Linked DNA regions of Zea mays: regions 2 and 3 are each linked to region 1. A link is a contact called in public Hi-C data. All regions are on one chromosome and are shown on one strand. The core of a region is the stretch at or near the end of the contact, and the rest is flanking DNA. Distances in the headings are between cores, read along the strand shown.

Region 1 (4,066 bases), core at 544-3,043:
GTGGCCTAGGGTCGACGGTCTGCGGCCTGGAAGCAGGAGCGAGGTTTCGTGTGCTGCGCCGGATGGTCCGTGTCTGTGCAGAGTGGCGACGTTCGCCAACTGCACCTGAATCTCACCCCTCGGGAGGAACCCTGTCATGGAGGAGAGATCTTAGAGTTTTTCTTGGGATCGCCAGGCCACCCAAAATGCCTTCAGACGGCATAGAGTCAAAGAGAGGTGAAGACATGTACGTTACTATCTACTCCTAGGGCAAAAAGGAAAGGAACAGAAGATATATTGATTTTGATTTGATTGTTGATGTGCTCAATCGGGCGTACCCCTTCATATATGGGGGGAGATTTGGACCCGTTCTTAATCATTTGTCAATAGAATCCGCGAGATTAGAGAAATAAACACGCGCGGAAAAGGTGTTAATCACGCCTGTTCTGATTTAATCACGGAGCGTCCACGCCTAGGAGCGGACCGTTCGGCCATAGAGCTAGACCATTCAGTTGTGCCTAGTGCCACAAATGGTGCTCAACACCCTAAAAAATAAAAATCATTAGATTGGGTCTCTTCATTTCCTCGAGTTGCTCTTATACAGGAGAAAAGAAGGGAGGAGAATTCGTGTCTAGAGCACAGTGGCACCTACCCAACATCTAGCCATGGTCAAGTCACAAACCCGGCTATCACTTGAGATAGACGCACGAGGCTATGAGGAATTCCCGCCCGAGGAATACCTCCCCTCCCCATCCCCGCGACGATTTTTTTCCGCAGGGATCCCCACAAACGTTTGCGGGGGACATTTTTTCCCCATCCACATTTCCCACAGGGATAAATCTCCCGCGGGGATCTTCGTCTCCACTTAAATTATAATTAGGACATACGTCTTTATTATTAATGCAAAATATTGTCACTTATACACATTGTCAGATATAAGAAATCATTATGCGTACATCAAAATGACACATTTGTACAATATGTGATCACTTGACAAAATAATTATTTATTTTTATCATTAACTAGTACACGAAAACATTATCGCATGAAAGTTTAACGAGTCCCCGCGAAGAACAGGATGGGGAAATGCTTCTCTGTCCCTGTCCCCGTTTACTAGTTGGGGAAAGAGTTTTCCCGTTTACATCCCATAGGTAAAGAAACTTCACCATCCCCATCCCCTAAGGCCGTGTTTGGTTTTTAGGGCCAGTTTGGTGTGGCGCATCCGGCATCGCGGCGCGCCTAAGCCACGGCGGCCGAATCGGCCGCCACACCTGCGCGGTAAAACTATAGCGCGCCGTGGCGGCTTAGGCCACGCACCAAACATGCCCTTAAACCGAAACCCGAACCAAACCCGAACAAGTTTTCGAGTTTAGGTTCGGTTCCTATATGTGCTATATTTTAAGGTATGAGTCGGGTTCGGTTCCAACCTTTAAAACCCGAACAAACCGAATAATCTGAAATATAAAAAAAGCTCTTCATATTATTTTACAACAAATCTATTATTAAGTTAGCCTAAATATCTATTAATTTGTTCCAAATAAAATATTTATATTGTATCAAACCACTTCATGTCTGTGTATTTTGGGTAATTCCGCGAGTACCGGGTAACATTACCTAAACTAGCTAAACTAAATTCGAGTTTATATAATTATTACCTAAAATTATGATAGGATTTTTTGGATTCGAGTAATTCAGATTCGGGATTTAGATATAGGGTATTTTGCACATCCCGGCAGGCTGCCCGCGTGACGCACCCGCGGAAGCCCGAACCCGGCAACGGAAACTAACACCTCACCTCACGCCGTCGCATCGCACGCACAGGCTGCCCCGATTCGTTTGGAGTTTGGACTTCCTTCCGCCTCCCCGACCGCGGCTGTTGCAACGATCCAACCCCACCTCCCGCCGCCACCGCCCCCGCCCCCACCCCCGCGCCTTCGTCGTCAAGGCCGGGGTTCCTGCGGCCGCGTCTCCCTCCCCTCGCCCGTACCCACACTTGATTAACGTGTCAGCTCGCTACCGGAGGCCCTCGCCAACTCGACTCGTACTCCCGTTCCCGGCGGCGATCCGGCCGGCACCGGAACCCTAGGGTTCCAACGAAGCAGGTAGTTGACCGTCCCTCGTGCGGGGGCCTCTCTCCTCTTTTCTGCTCCTTCTGTTGGATCAGGATTCGGGACGGGCGGTGCGTCCATCCGCACCCTTTCGCCCGCTCGAAAGGATGGGAGCAGACGAGCAGTTCCTCTGCCCGAATTTTGTTTTGGGCCCGCTGCCGTGATTTTGGTTCCATGCGCTTATATCATGTTCTTCTGGTAGCTGTGCGCTTATTGTAATGTAGTTTTCTATCTTTGTTTTGGCTGGTTATTTAGCTTATCCAAGTAGCATCTATCATGACTTGGCCTTGGCCAGCGCTACCTGATGTATGTAGCTAATGCTATTTTATTATACTTAGCAATAAGGTAGTATCTAGTTGCCAGATGTTGCATTTGGCAAGTCCAATAAGATGATGGGTATGGTCTTAGGGGGTGTTTGTTTGGGATTATAATCTGCCCAGATTATATAATCCAACATATTTTGAAAGTCCAACATATTTTGAACTTTCAAAATAGGAACAATTGGATCTATACCATTAAAAGATCCAAACTTTAGATATATACCATGGACCCCACATGTCATTGACTCATGTGGACCCACATGTAAGTGAGATAGTAATGGTATGGATCCAAAGTGGTGATCTTTTAATGGTATGGATCCAAATTTCCCTTCAAAATATGTTGGATTATATAATCTGGACAGATTATAATCCCAAACAAACACCCCCTTAGTCTTACATAATTTTATGTAGTCTCATATGATTCGGTTGTTTTCAACATCTTACACAAACATTCCGTGATTACACTCAACGGCGGAGCGCCCTGTATGGCGTGCTATGGCTCACGCCATACTTTGGCCCGCCTGTCTTCTTCTTCGTTGTCTCTCTCAACCTCACCTAGTCTCCTGCACGCCGCACCACGTACTCCCGCAGCCCGCTTCTCTGCTGCCAACAGCCACTGTTCCAGCTCCCCTCTCCAGCTTCTCCTAGCCTGCTTCTCCATTTGCGGCTCGTCCGCTCTGGCGCAGCGCTCCACCCTCCAGTCTCCAGCTCCCATGTATGGTGTGCGCAACTGCGCCGTGCGGCTGCCGGCCTCAGACCGCAGCCCTCCTCGGCGTCCTCGCACTCGCGCGGCGGTCCTCCTCAGTGTATGCGCTCTTGCGCGTCGTGTCCGTGCGGCGGCCCTCAGCGTTCCTCCCTCCCCAACCAGCAGTGGTCCAGGCAACGGCCATCCTCTCCTCTCTGTCCAGCCGTACCTTGTTTCTTGGTTGCGCTCTGCTACTGATTACACTCCTTGTGAATGGATCAGTTTATGTACTACCATAATGATTTCTACATGAAAGGAACTCGTGCAAATGCATCTGTTCATATGTTACCGTGCATAAATTTTCTTTCTCACAGCACGTTTTGCTTGAACGGTACTTCAAGCTTGCATTAGTTCATTTCTGAGCGAAAACTACACACACACAATGACACGCACATGCTAGGCAGCTTTGCGAGATAGACGTGGTCGGGTGGGGGTGGCCAGGTGGGGATAGGGTTTTCATCCTTCTTGGGCTGTGTATTGGGCTGGGCCGTATCCAATTTGGTCCAGTATGTATCCAGAGCTGTATTGTGCATGAATAGGAAGAAAGAAAAACGTGGATACGGGAGGGAAACGCCTCCGTGAAGTATCTGAGGTGTATCTGTATCGGATACATGTCAGATATGGGATACAGCCTCAAGGTGGAGTATCTGTGCTACATAGCTACCTAGTTATACCTTTGTTCACTCGTCATGGCAAAACCTGTGCAAATTGTGTGCAATACAAATGTCAAGTAGCACTTTTTGCAACATTTTTCTACTTTATGACTTTATTTGGTTGATATAATACAAATTCTGATCTAGATATGTGGCATATGCCTTAGTGACAGACATTTTATGCAGGGCATCAGAATCTTTAGATACAACTCCAATATTAGATATCAATGTATGCAGATCTTCATATATATATATATATAT
Region 2 (3,957 bases), core at 1,389-3,888, 260 kb before region 1:
TCCCTCCTTTTGAAGCATTGATCCTAAGTAACGAAAAGTGTCTTTCTTGGGTACCACTTGCCCATCAAGACTAACATCGCCATCCTCATACCCCATGGCACTGAAATCACACTTCATATACTCTGTTTTAGACCTACTAAGCCTAAAACCTTTTGCTTCCAGCGTCTGCCTCTACAATTCCAACTTTTGAGAAACACCACTCCTACTCTCCTCAATAAGTACCACATCATCGGCAAAAAGCATACACCACGGTAAAACTCCTTGTATGTCCCTTGTGACCTCATCTATCACCAAAGCGAAAAGATAAGGGCTCAAAGCCGACCCTTGATGTAGTCCTATGTTAATTGGAAAGTCATCGGTGTCTCCATCACTTGTTCGGACACTTGTCACAACATTAGTGTACATATCTTTAATAAGATTAATGTACTTTGTTGCTACTTTGTGTTTTTCCAAGGCCCACCACATTACACTCCTAGGTACTTTGTCATAAGCCTTCTCCAAGTCTATGAAGACCATATGCAGGTCTTTCTTTTGTTCTCTGAATCTCTCCATAAGTTGTCTTAGTAAGAAAATGGCCTCCATAGTTGATCTCCCGGGCATGAAACCAAACTGATTTTGGGTCACGCTCGTCATCTTTCGCAGGCGGTGTTCAATGACTCTCTCCCATAGCTTCATTGTATGGCTCATGAGCTTAATTCCACGGTAATTAGTACAACTTTGGACATCTCCTTTGTTCTTGAAGATTGGTACTAATGTACTCCGCCGCCACTCGTCGGGCATTCTGTTTGCCCGAAAGATGGTGTTGAAAAGCTTAGTCAGCCATACTATCGCTATGTCTCCAAGACATCTCCATACCTCGATAGGGATACCATCAGGGCCCATCGCCTTTCCTACCTTCATCCTTTTTAGCGCCTCCTTAACTTCATATTCTTGTATCCTTCGTACAAAACCCCTGTTGTTGTCATCGAATGGTTCGTACTGAACCCTAACACTCCATATTTTTTTTATAGACGTCTGGACCTGGTCCGGCTCGACCGGATTGTACTGTCTGGTCTGGGCTTCCTCTAGTTATTGGAAGCACAGGACTTATATATATATATATATATATATATATATATATATATATATATATATATATATATATATATATATATATATATATATATATATATATAAAGTAACTCGCTGATGTGACGATGCTTGGATTTTATCAATGGCAATTCCTAGTTTGCTGGGGTGGTGGGTTGGCTTTGCTTGGTTGGGGGAGGCAAATGGAAGGAAAGCTGGGAATAGAGCTTAGCAGGTGAGGCGAGTTGGGCTTGCTGGAAAGATGGATAAGGGAGTCGTGGAGATATTGTCGCTGTCGTAACGCACGAGTATTGTACTAGTGCGTATATATATATATTATTCGTCACTTTAGATAAAGCTTCACCAGAGTATAATTACTAAAGATTGCTCAATCAATCACTATAATAACTGAACGATCTTTGTCTATTACTGTGAACTAAGCGATCTTCACTAAGGCCATTTTCAGTGGCAATTTCATCAGAGTGTCATTCTTATTAAATAACATACTATACGAACAAATAGGATACATGACATGTAATTTAATGGGGAAATATAGGAGAGTTTCATGGAGATGAAAAATCGTTTCTTATACAAATGTTGACATGATAATCTTGAAAAAAGTGCCATGAAATTATGATTAAGGCATTCTCGGTTGGAGTTTCGTTCTCATTAAATGACATGTCACCTAAACAAACAAATGACATATCACCTAAACAAACAGGATGACATGATATACAATTTAATGAGAGATACGAGAGAGTTTTATGGGAGATTAGAGAGTTTCATGAGGATAAAACTCTAGATAAGCTGTTTTCTAGATAAATATTAACATAATAGTCTTGTAAACAGTGCGATAAAATTACCCATGGAGAATCTCTACTATATTAAATCATCAATTATTTTTGGTTCCACGGTTTCACCGTCGTCACTTTTTAAAAAGCTCCTTATCTTTTTTGTAATCAATTCGCCGTCCCCTGACTCAGAAGAATCCACATTTAAACATTTAATTGGTAAAAATATAAAATTATATACAAATAGAAATTCTCTAAAATCACATTATCACCTATCTAGCCCACAAAATATATATACCTTTGTGTTTTGTACTTTATACAATATTTAAGTATAAATAGAAATCGTAGTAACGTACGATTACTTTGCTAGTGACCTAATTAGGCCCTGTTTAGAAATAAAGTATTTAAAAACTTTAGTTTTGAAATACTACAATTTTAAAATGCCAAGACATATCCACAATTTTTTTACCATAATATTGAAAATTTTGGTCTAAAGCTAACTTTCCAAAACTGTGAAAAAATACAGCATAGCGAAAACTGCAATTTTGAAAACAGAAATTTTGAAGAGTCTACCAAACACTGTACTAGAAAAAAATAACACAATATCTCAAATACTACATTATTCTACAAAACTAAGAAAATAATTCACTTCCAAACATATCCTTATATATTATATGTGAGTGAAGCTTTCCTAGATTGCGTACCAAACCGACATGTCTCCAATTAACATTAACACTCGGACTTCGGATCTACTTGAGCCGCAAAATATACCGGGCATATCCCACACGCTTCCCCTCCGTCCTCCGTCCCCTCCGTCCCCTCTTGCCGCAACAGATCGCCAACCCCGACCTCACGTCCTCACCCCACGCCAATGGCGGCCGCTCTGGCGAGCCGCGTGGAGAGTTGGGTGCGGGACCAGGCGGCGCGGCTGCAGCCCTGGGCGGCGGCGCTGCCGCAGGCGCCGCGGTGGCCCTGGCCCCCGCCGCGGCCCGCCTGGCCGTGGCCCGGGGACCGCAGACGCCAGCGGGAACGCATGTTCCGGGAGGAGTACGAACGTCGTAGCAGACAGCTCCGCGAGCTCTGCCGCGCTGTCCGCGTCGACACCGTAGCCGAGCTCCAGGAGTTGCTCTGCGCCATGGTACTCGCCGAGTGCGTCTACAAGGTCCGTGCGTTGGCATCTCCTAAATTTCGTTGCCCGGCTCGTCCTGTACCTTACCGATCACGATTGACGGATCGCTAGATAGATCTGTGCAGCCATTTTCGGCTGGAGATTTGTCCGAATGGTGCATGCGGTAAAAGTAAGCATTAGCTGTTATGGTTATGTTGTACGAAAGTTTTTTTTTGGAAACTAGAATGTTTATTAGTTGCTGGACATAGAGTTTCCTGCCTCTTCTGGTGGGGGAAGCATAATGAAATCTGCATGTTTGTGTATTTTGTAATGATATGTAGTGTGCCATCCACCAAATGTAGGCACACCATCTTGGGACACTTCTGAGCAAAAACCATCTTGGTATAGTTGCATGTCTGATACTATTAATGTGACATTTCATGCTTTTACCATGAAGAAACATCACCTTATCTTCTGATGTCCTCGCTTGATCTAATTGATCTGGGTCTCAGCTTAATATAACAGTCACAAACCATATAGATTTTCCAGATACGTTGTTTTTATATTTTGTTTCAAGAATTTCTAGTGTCTATTTTCCGACTAGCCTACCTGATCAATATCCTAGGACTCACTATGCTGCCCAACTAGTTCCTTGCAAATGGATTGCATGAAATGCTTGAATGCCTATACTGGGCCTAGCTTCCCATTGTACTGACACATTGCATTATTTCGCTCATTCGTCCTCATTTACAAATGTCTGATCATCATCTCTCCCATGATGCAATTTCCTGAATGTTCTGACATATATGATTTGGTACTTATAACTTGCCACTGTATGGTTACAAAGTGACATCCGTTGTCAATCAGAAGAAAAAAAATATTTGCTAGGATAGTGACAACTAAAGCCTTTCCCAACTGGACAAGGCTTTGTTTTTGTTAATAGTTGTATGCTTTTGCAGAGACCTGTTTCTGAGATGATGAGATATATCA
Region 3 (4,143 bases), core at 1,521-4,020, 490 kb before region 1:
ATCATCAAGTTTTTTCATGTTGGTAGCCAATTTTGCTGAGAGGAGTTTTAATATCAAAATGTGTTAGGATCTAGTAGTGTTAATCTATATCTACACTTAGTATTAAAATTAAGAATATTCTTCAATATGTTGCTTAACACATTTTCTATGATATATGGGCCCATCTAGTTGTTTGCACCCCATAGCCAATTATTTTATAGATCACATTCTAAATAGCTCTACTATCAAAGCTCCATCTACGCACTCCTACGTGGCTACTTTGATAAGGGCGCGAGAAATGAGCGTGCAAATAGACTTGAGTAGAATTGGGCAGACAACATGAGGAGAAAGTCGTGGCAGCAAACACGAGTGCCTCCTTGGATAGGTGATCAACAGGTTAGAGGTGGTCAACACAATGGTCAGAGTGGTGGTTGTGGACTTCTTTGTGTGACAAAGTGCGTGTACTTGACGCAGAGAGTGTTGGTAGGGATGGCATGATGACAGGTGCATGCATATTATATAATACGTCATCCAAGGAGGTAGAGGCAACACACGTGTTTGCCGAAACAAGAGTACCAGGCTTCCTCATGCGATGGATTGCTCAAACAAGATGTCGAGCAATGCAAGATAGTGAGTACCATATATGGCCAGCGAAGTGATAGACATGGGCGACACAACAAAATGGTGAAGGCGTTTGAGGTGAGTAGAGAGTGCCCTGACTTGCGATCACATTGAAGGTACCACTGTATTAAATGACTTCGCAACATTCAATGTTCAATGCAGTTAGAGGTAGACCATGTTATCGAGGACATGAGAGGAACTGTGTTAACACCCATGTCTAGATGCATTGTTATGGGGTTGTTGAAGCAGGATGTGTGGCTTGTCATCAGTAAGAGAAACATGATAAGCATTATTAACTAAAATAAATGTGTGCAGTTGTCATAAAAACTAAACTTTGCTATGTTCATTAGGTTTGGACATTCTAAGTCTCTGTTTCGTTGTAAGCAGGAGTATCCACATATTACCTAGTTTATACTACATAAATGTGCATGTTTTGGCATATTTTACCTTTTCTATTTCTGAATAAACGTTTCTTAAAGTTTAACTATATTTACTTGATATTATTTATATCTCGAAATAAGTTTATTATAAAAATAATAAACTCAACAATTTATCTAATAAATCTAATTATTTTCTATAAATATCGATATTTTCACATATATTTGGTTAAAGTTAAAAATATTTGACTCAATGAAAACAAAAAAACACGCTTATTCATAAGCTATGATGATAAAAATGGGCAATATAGTCTTTTTTAGATATTAGCTATCTAACCGTTCTGCACCGAAATATATAGAATGGGAATCTCATTGAGTCGAATATAGCACATTGGAAGCGACGGGCCCACCAATCGAAGCTATAAGTCTATCGCTACATTGTATCCTATCTCTGCTCTATCTTTTCCTTGCGTACCCACGGCATTGACGTACCTATGATAAAACCGCCCATGGATTCTACGAAACCAAATCCCTCCGCCCATGGATTCTACGAAACCAAATCCCTCCCTTGCCTGTTTGATGAAGAGCCACCTAGCTTTTAAGAAACTGGTTTATAGAAATTAGAGTGGTTCCAAACACACAAGTTTATGCTTTAGTTTATAGAAAACCGAATTTTCAGCTACTTAAAAAATAATAAGCTGATATTCTCCGGCTAAAACCAGTTTTGTCTGTTTAAGTTACGTCATGTTATTTTTTTTATTTCACGGATCTGTACCATTTGCCTTTAGGCCATTCTCAGTGATCATTTTGTTACACTGTTTTGAAAGCTGCCATGTTAATATTTATCTTGGAAACATTGTATCCAGAGTTTAAACTTTCTCATCTCTTACGAAACTCTCTCACATCTCTCTTCGTTAAATTACATGCTATATTATCTTAATTAATTATGTGGCATGTTGTTTAACGAGAATAAAAATATCCAAGGAGAATAACCTTAGGAAAGGAACGGGAGGACACGTCAGTCTAGCCGAAGAATCGCAGGACGGGAAAGCAAAAATAGGCTGCTTTTACTCACACACAGTCACACTTCGCCTTGGCGGGTCTGGGCAACTGGCGTCGCGATCTTATACCACTTGTGCACCCGCAGCTCTCTCCTTCCATCCCCTCGCCCGCCGTCTCGTCACTCGCTACACCCCAAAAACCTCGCCGGCGGCCGGCGAGAGCCCCGTGCCAATATAACGACTGTTCCACGCTTCCGTCACCGCCGCGTCGGGGCCGGCGATCCAACACAGGTTAGCTCCTGCCCCCTTGATCCGATGTGCACGTTAGGTTTCGTGGCGGCCGGTGTGCCAGTGCCAGATCTGCGGACGTGTGTACGTACGGGTCGCGGCGCTGCATGGCTGTTCCTAGTCCAGCCGTCCGATCCGCGCGAGGCGCGCCATCACTTCCTGGCATCCGCGATGCGGCCGCAGAAGCGGAAGGCCTTTAACGGCCGCGAGGGGCGAATCGGGCAGGCGAATAAAAGGCACGCGCGAGGCGACAGGTAGTGGTGTCGCCCGCGGCCCGCCCCGTACTCAACCGCACGCGGTTCCAGCTTCTGCCTGTGTGGGCCCCGCCTCGGCGCGAGGTAAAAACACGTGCCGGGGCTGCCGCCTGGCCGTGGCATCGCCCTGGCTGGCGGTGAAACCCATCGCATTCGCATCGCACGCGCGGCGCGCCAGGGGAGATCATTCACAGGGGCAAGGCTACCACTGGAGGGGGCCTACGCAGCAGTGAGAGGCTTCTACAGCTCGTCGTACCCACTCCTCTTTTCTCACTCTACTACTAGACTGGTGTCTCTCTCACCCCAAGGAGAGTCGCAGCGACCCAGCCTTCTCCCTCCCTCTCTCTCCTCTCTCTCTCTTCTTGCGCCGCTTTTCCTTCGCTGCTCCGCGCGGCTCCGGCGGGCGGTGCGGGAGGAAGAGGAGGGGGCGGAGGGGCCGGAAGTTTTCCGGCCGAGGAGCCCAGCGGGAGGATCGAAGAGGAGGCACTGGTCCGGGGCTGTCCACTGCATCGGGTTCTTCGAAGTTGGGGGGACCACGGGACTCGAAGGGAGCGCCCGATCTGCTCCGCCGGCGAGGTGAGCTTCTGGAGGGGTATGTGGCTGTTCTGCGTTCGCGTTCCGCTCTCCTGCGTGCCGAAATGTGGGTCGTGTTGTGGAGAGCCTCGCGGGTAATTTCACCTGAGGAGCTCGCTCCTGTTTTTCCTTTTTTTCCTTCTCTCTCTCTCTGGGTCTTTGGATTCGTCCGGGAGGCGTTTTTGGGTGGGCGAATCGCTTTTTTTTTTGGTCCGCCTGGGGGTCTATTTTGGGATCGGTTTCCCAACACTCCGCAGAGGCGCGTGAGAACAGGGGAGGCGTCAGGTAAGGTTTAGAGACGTGCGAAGACTTTTGGGTTTCCGATCGAATGCAGCTCCGCCGTGCTGTTGTCTAGGCATTTCTTCTTCTTCTGATGAATCGCTCTTCTAGTTGCGTGAAAGAGTGTCGCCATGTCTATGTTGTTTGGATTTGGAGTACTGATGGTGCATGTGGCTGCCGCTTTTGACGTTTGAAGAGTTTAGTCTTAATAGAACATGGGCACTGTGTACTATTTACAATGATTTTTGTGTAAGTTTAGCTTGGGACAGGAGCCTTGGTTGTGCCATGCTTGTCACAGTTTATTTTTGAGCTTAATTTTGAATCCGGGACATTTATGCAAGCTGCATTACCCAAGATGATAGAGGGTCTGTGGCATGCCTCGTCAGGACAGCTTCTGATAATAAAATGAATAATCCTGCACCATTGCCCACAATCACAACAAAATCATGATGTTTCTGGTTTGCTTCCAAGTAGTATGTTACGGAAAACCACTACTATAAATATGTGACTTCCTGTTTTATTATTTACTCATTAATTTGTTCGAAATTAATGCAGATTGCACTAGTCCTTTGATTATGAACAAGATCTTCACATATTTTATCAGATTTAAGTGTATAGTTAGTAGAGTATTCACGTATCTTTTAAATGCTAATATCATGCGCGTTTGGTTTGATGTGATATCATTTTTCATTGTACCAAATAAAATTTGGAAAAATAAGATGTTTTTTATTCAACTCGCGTTTGGCATCTTTTTTTTATATGTAATAATTT

What was found. A called contact is a pair of places that touch in the nucleus more often than the background predicts.
Region 2: a Hi-C map of leaf shows a contact between it and region 1, with 5 times the contacts expected there. The contact joins the promoter of LOC103654663 here to the promoter of LOC103654662 in region 1. A contact is called at or near these places in 10 of 25 Hi-C or Micro-C datasets (ear, endosperm, leaf and 4 more).
Region 3: a Hi-C map of ear shows a contact between it and region 1, with 2.1 times the contacts expected there. The contact joins the promoter of LOC100280151 here to the promoter of LOC103654662 in region 1. A contact is called at or near these places in 2 of 25 Hi-C or Micro-C datasets (ear and leaf).

The regions. Positions count from the first base shown.
Region 1 is chr4:224,740,709-224,744,774 of Zm-B73-REFERENCE-NAM-5.0, reverse strand. It overlaps LOC103654662 (polyadenylate-binding protein-interacting protein 4), which reads left to right and starts at 1,793. Exons shown (of 15, transcript XM_008681499.3): 1 at 1,793-2,081.
Region 2 is chr4:224,998,184-225,002,140 of Zm-B73-REFERENCE-NAM-5.0, reverse strand. LOC103654663 reads left to right here and starts at 2,638. Exons shown (of 14, transcript XM_008681502.4): 1 at 2,638-3,021; 2 at 3,927-3,957. The coding sequence starts at 2,731.
Region 3 is chr4:225,228,379-225,232,521 of Zm-B73-REFERENCE-NAM-5.0, reverse strand. LOC100280151 reads left to right here and starts at 2,770. Exons shown (of 18, transcript NM_001320528.1): 1 at 2,770-3,096.